2 separate regions of the Callithrix jacchus genome follow, and region 2 is linked to region 1. The links are chromatin contacts, called in public Hi-C maps. All regions are on one chromosome and are shown on one strand. The core of a region is the stretch at or near the end of the contact, and the rest is flanking DNA. Distances in the headings are between cores, read along the strand shown. Region 1 overlaps FXR1 (FMR1 autosomal homolog 1). Region 2 has its middle 540 kb from the start of SOX2.

Region 1 (3,014 bases), core at 58-2,557:
CTGGGATGGAATAGATCCAAGTAGTAAGACATACCAGGCTTCCTCACCTTGACTCACCTTGGGCTACTCGCTGATGCACTCTTATCTTACAGTCTTAGATTCTGCCCAAAACCCCTCAGTGGAAAGAAGACAGCAGTTCAGATTCTTCTTTCAGGTTCTTGTTTTAAAAAAAGGAAATGGCTTGTTTTCAGTTAGTGCATCCTTTGTAAGTTTTGATATCCGAAAAATATATATGACACAAGAAGCAGGAAGAGATCGTTCAGCTATTCCAGTGGATTACTTTTTTATGAAAAGACCGCCTAAAACATTTTACATTCACCCTCCCCCGTTCCACCTTTAGTTGGAAGAAGTTTCTAGTATTGATTGAATTTTGCATAATGTCCCTACCCTCTCCTACAATACCATAAGTAACAAATTCACACTCCTTAGCCTGTTCTGTTGAAAGTCATTCTTGCTGTGCTCTCTTCATTTCCCTTCTACCCCCAAGGCACTCACACTTTTACAGACACATTTTTCTTGATCCAGAGAGTATTGGAAGCTGCATAACTTTTTTTAGTATTGTCTTGAATTTCATTCTTTTCTGAGATTGGACTCTTTATCCTGAGATACAGAATGAATTTTTGAGAAACAACCATGTGAAAAATTACTTAATTTTCTGTTTTGCTGTCTTTGTTTTTCAAGCTTCATAGGAAAGGCTTGACCTGGTGTTGAAGTGATAGTCCATGAAAATTCCTTATGAGATGACTCCAGACCAATTACAAACCAATAACATAATTGTTTCCAAAAGGGAAAGTAGCAGTTGAGATCAGTTCTGCCAAGGGATTCATTTGAGTATTTATCTTAAAAGGTTTATGAGAAGAAAGGGAGAAATGAACTGGGTGAGGACAGAGGTAGAGAGTCCAGTGAAAAGTGTTTTTCAGATTAAAGCCATTTTTCCACACTGTTGTCTTGCCACAAGTGACAACACACAGATCAGGAGTCACGAAAGAGGATTACTGCCGCCCTGGGCTATTGGAGGCCCAGAGATCCCTGGCATCGATCCCTATGGACAGGTGGCCAGACCTGGTCAGTCACTGATGCCGTCCCCAGCAGCACCCCCACTGCCGAGTGCTCAGGCTCTCTCAAAGTTGATACAGACCTCGGGGGTCTAGGTGGCAGGGCTTCCCCAGCTAGAGGAAGCCGATGCTGTCCGTGCAGCTGAGAGGGAGGAAGCCAGTGGCTGTAAGAGCAATGAGGGGTAGCGTGCTGTAGCAGGAGGGCTGTTGCCACCAGTCCCTCGCATGGTTGCAATCAGTGAGTCAAAGCTAGCTAATGATGAATCAAAGAGAGCCAAGAGTAGGACCTTCTGGGTGCTGGAGACTAACCTTTAGCCTGTTCCACTCCTCCCACTGGGCTCCCATCCTAGGTTTTCCAGGATTGGAGACCTTACTGGAGGAGAGGGCAAGTACGGTCAGAAAACATGCCTGGCCCTGTCTAGCATGCGAATACTGGCGGGGGCTTAGAGAGATGAGGAGAAACACCTCGGGATGAAAGAAGCCCTCAGCGATCTGTGTGTCTGGCTCATACAGTTGTGCACGGCCAACCAGGCAGTGGGGGAGAGGAAAGCCTCATTTTTTTTTTCAGTCACTCTATCTGGGGTTGCTTATCTCCTCTCCCCCAACCCTCCGCCTCACCCCATCAGGACCAAATAGAATTGAAACTTCATTGCCTTTGCCTGTACTGAGCCTAAAAACTCAGGGTTTGATAAGGTTACTGCACCAATGATACAATTGTAGATTTTTAAAAGCCTCCTCAAAGAGACAGATGTTTGGGCTGATTAAGAATTGAGGAGGGAACCTGCAGCTGCACCAAGGAATAATCTATTGGACAAATATTTTAATAAAAAAAATATGAAGAGATCAGCCCGACCTTGCAAGGTCTTCTGCTTTAAAAAAATCTTTATCAACCCCCTATTCTATGCCTTCAATAAACAGAACCCATTACCTCACGGCATCTTTTGTTGGCCCCATACAAGAGAGAACAAAATGGTTATTCAGGGGAACGCTTTCGATTTTTATTGTGGGTAGCCTGCACAAAGAGCCGTGTTATTGTATTTAAAAGAACCATCTGTAGCAGAAACAATGGCATCAAATTATCTTTGAATACCCACTGAAAAAACATAAAGCTTTTTTTTTTATTCTTCTTCTGTACGGTGGGGGGACAGAGCAGTGTTAGGATAACTGACTTTTTTGTTGTTCTCTGGGTACATTCTTCTCGCTCCCCCTCTCGCTCCCCCTCACCCTCTCTCTCTTCTCTCTCTCCCTCTCCCTCTCTCTCTCTCTCTCTCTCTCTTTTAAAAAATCAGCCATTTGGGGTTTTAAGCCATAAACGATTTTTCTTGTTGCAGGGGATTGCAGTGGCAAAGCTAGGCTAGGTCTTGGAGGCTGGTGTAAGGCGATGCGGGTGAAGCCAGGAGGCTGATGGAAAGACTGGGGGGAAGAAAAGCCGAAATGGATTCACGGTGCTTTGGATGAAGGACGAGAGGGGAACTGCAAGCTCCTTCAACTCGTTCTGTCCGGTGAGAAGTGATCAAGCTTGGGCTGACAAGAGGCTCAGGGAGCCCTCACGTTCTTTCGCTTTTTTACCTGCCAATCAAACTGCTACAAGACAACACCCTGATCTGGCATGGACATGTAAGTAGCTTGCAACCCAACTTTGACATCCACTGCTAGCTCACTCCTCCCCCCACCTCACTTTCTTCCCCACTCATTCTGTGTGTGTGTGTGTTTTTTTTTAATGCGTTTGACCTTTAAGATATCTGGAAATGCACTCAGTGTGGCAGTCATTTAACACTGGCAGATTTACGTCTGAAAGCGTTAACTTTTGGAATTAAATGCTCATTTAGATTTCTTTAACAAATGCAGAAATGAAATGACATTATTTTATTCTATTCTGGACTGTGTTGATACTGAACATAATCAGTGGTCTTGCCAGGGTGTGTTTCTTTTTCTATGAAAATGATGACATAGATCCGT
Region 2 (3,175 bases), core at 285-2,784, 550 kb after region 1:
GTTCCCTGTCATTTAATATATAAGTGTATCGGCCACATGTTGAAATATTGTTCATTTTAGCTACATCTGCTCACAGTAACAACAGTCATTCTTGATTCCTTTAAAAAAAAAAATGGCTCTGTGGATAAAGTCCAGAAGGAGAAGAAAAGGTGGAGGTCATCTTCAAAACTCATCTAGAAACCTTCATTCATATGTATTAACTCACTATGTATGCAGATGTATTTTTCCCTGAGAGCAAATCCATGAAGCCCAGAATGGCATGTCACGGTACTTTTACAAAGAATTTGGTTTTTAAAAAGTAGGCATCTGACGAGATTAAATCTGGCAAGTTTTTATCTTATTATTCTCATATTATTATCGGGCTCACTGCGGCCTTGACCTCCCTGGCTCAAGAAATCCTTCTACCTCAGCCTATTGAATAGCTGGGACTACTGGCATGCACTACGATGACCAGCTAATTTTTTTAAAAAAATCATTCTGTAGAGACAGAATCTCACTATGCTGCCCAGGCTGGTCTCAAAGTCCTGGGCTCAAGTGGTCCACCTGCCTCGGCTTCCTAAAGTGTTGGGATTACAGTCGTGAGCCACTGCACCCAGCTTCAGTATCATTAGATCAGATCTGATGCAGGAGATACAGAGGACTTGCAGTAGAAATGTAATCTCTTTCTCAAAAGGTAGTCAATGTTATTCAAAACTTTCATTTCACTAAATACATAGTGTGGGTGGCTGGAGACTGAGAGGACAGCAGCAGATAGGCTAGATAACAGAGATTGATACGAGCCTTTCCACTGTCTGTCCTAAACTTAATTCATAAATAATGGACACTATGGATTGGGAAGGATTGTGAACAAGTGCTTAAATGTAGGACATTCAGGATGGAGGGTTTAAACCAATGCTAGAGAAAAGCTCTAGTGTTACCTGCAAGTCCCTCAATTTGGACAGCAGCGATCTATCCCATTACACTCTTTCTCAGTTTTCAGGAAGGGCTTGCCTAATGCCCATTTCAAGGCTGAGTTTATTTTTTAAATGCAAATGAAGGAAGTGTTGCGTTCAGCTTTACAAACAGTTTTCAGAAATCCTGTTGGCCTACATTTAGCTGGGAAGCAGTACCCAGTACCAAGGGCAGGGGCTCAAACAATCAAGCAGTTGTTTGCCTCACTCACATTCCTGAGGCAATCTGGTTCCAGCTGAACTCCTTGGGAACAGTCTGGGCTATGTACCCCTGGGGCATCTGCCCCAATTAGCACTGACCCTTGGGGGCCTCCTTGCTGGCTCTAGGCTGCTCCCAATCTCTTGAACTCTGGGTAAACCAGATTGCTTTAAGAGCCTCCAAGCTTTCCATAGTCCCAAGATGAACTGGACATTCAGGCTCACCAATGGAAATTTAGTTGCCTTAAAGCACCCAAACCAACATGGCCTCGTCCAGAGGAGGAGAAGACCCATGAGCCAGAGGAGAGACCCAAGTGGTGGGATCGTTGCTATGATGAAGGAACAATAGGAAAGAAGGCTCCAGGAGTGCTTGGCCAGGCTAAACTCAGCAGTACCTGGAAAGAGCACACAGGGTCTAAAGCCTCACAGAACTGGATTGGGCTCTTGGATCTTCTCCAACTAGCTGGGTGACCTTTGCAAGTCACCAAACCCTCTCAAGCTTCAATTTCCTCATATGTGAAGTGAGGACAAAGATATCTAACCTGCAGTATTTTCATGAAAATTAAACGACTTAATGCATGTAAACATGTTGAATAAAATGAAGTCTGCCTTATAGAAGGCCCTCAGGAAATGAGCATTAATTACAAAAACAAATAGAACCTACCATGTTTTACCAGGGGAGTACCACTCCTGAGAAAATCCCTGCCCACAGGATTCCTGAAATCCCTCTTTTTTTGTGGTGGTTTATGATCGGTTTGTTACTGCCCCTTCCTTTCTCAGAAAACAAGTAACGCACAACTAATGTTTGTATCTCTCTCACCCAGCACTTCCAGAACCTGTGCAGCCGACAGAAGGGACATGCGACAGGTTCTACATCCTTGAGGATCTGACTGCGAGAACAGCATAGAAAGAGCATGACCCAACTCAAGAAGAGTGTAGACATCGAGTTGCACAGTTCTGAGTGTGCACAGTGGGATCTGAGAGCCAGGAGGGGGATCGGCATGGGCTGCCGTGATCAGGGAAAGCCACAGGAAATGTTGGGTTTGGAGAGTGTCTCACAGTGAGTGACTTCGGTGAACCTGATACTGAGGCAGAGCCAAGTAAGGTGCAGCCGTTGCCCTAAGGTGCTGGGAACCAGTGAAGAAAGACTATTAACATGCAGCTTTTAAATTGTGTAGTGAGTGCTAGGAATGGTTCTTGGGAAGGAGAATATTGTGAGAACGTGGAGGAAAAAAGGCTTCAGTTGGCTTTGCAGGATGAATTGGGTCTAAGTAAGTCCTAGGCGAATGGATCAGCATGAACGAAGGTATAGCAGTGGGGAAACCAGCCAGGTACCCTGTGTGTGCATGTATGTCTGTATGTCAGGATGGGGTGGGGGCATCCCGACACACAGACACACAGGTGTAAAATTAGATCCAAGACTTAAAGAGGAACTTATTCTAAATTCTTCTCTTTCTTTTTATTGATGTGGCTGATGACCACACGATGACGGTCATGGTCAGCAGGTTAGGAAGGCTGAGGATTTGAGAGTATGGCTTTAGCAAGTGAGCTATGCAGTTTACTCACATTTGAACACACTCCTTCTCAAAGAAATTTCACAGGCTGCTGGGATCGACCAGAGTGCGGCTGGAACCAAGAGAGATTTTTTTTTGTGTGAGTTGATTTTCTCATCAAGGCTTTGTCTTAGAAACTAGCCAGGAAAGCAAATGCAGACATCTGGGCCCAAGCCTCTGCAGCAGGACCCATCAGCCAAGCACTGGGTCTGGGGGGAGCATAAAAGGACTACGGGGATTGGGACACAAATGGCATTTTTGGAACTGGCCGGGAGAAAGGAACTAGTTCGAGGCACTGCTTTGAGACTTTCTGAAGACCCCTAAATCCCAGTCCAATGCCCAGCACGTCCTCTGCTTCTTTAAGTCATTTCTTGTGTTGGCTCATCCCTGCTGGTGTGGCTGTCTGCCCTGCATGCCAGGCCAGGAACAGGAAAGCTGTTGAGGTTCTGGATCATTCTGGACAGGGTCATCCAA

The links. A called contact is a pair of places that touch in the nucleus more often than the background predicts.
Region 2: a contact with region 1 is called in a Hi-C map of induced pluripotent stem cells, with 4 times the contacts expected there. The contact joins two enhancer-like sites. A contact is called at or near these places in 2 of 3 Hi-C or Micro-C datasets (induced pluripotent stem cells and skeletal muscle).

The regions. Positions count from the first base shown.
Region 1 is chr15:9,940,209-9,943,222 of calJac240_pri, forward strand. It overlaps FXR1 (FMR1 autosomal homolog 1), which reads left to right. Exons shown (of 21, transcript XM_078350229.1): 19 at 2,387-2,672. Among named protein-coding and RNA genes, the nearest start is that of SOX2, 13 kb to the right of the region's middle. Within about 2 kb of position 1,308, at least 3 of the 16 cell types and tissues checked have an H3K27ac peak or open chromatin away from gene starts, as enhancers often do.
Region 2 is chr15:10,488,962-10,492,136 of calJac240_pri, forward strand. No RefSeq gene overlaps it. Among named protein-coding and RNA genes, the nearest start is that of SOX2, 540 kb to the left of the region's middle. Within about 2 kb of position 1,535, at least 3 of the 16 cell types and tissues checked have an H3K27ac peak or open chromatin away from gene starts, as enhancers often do.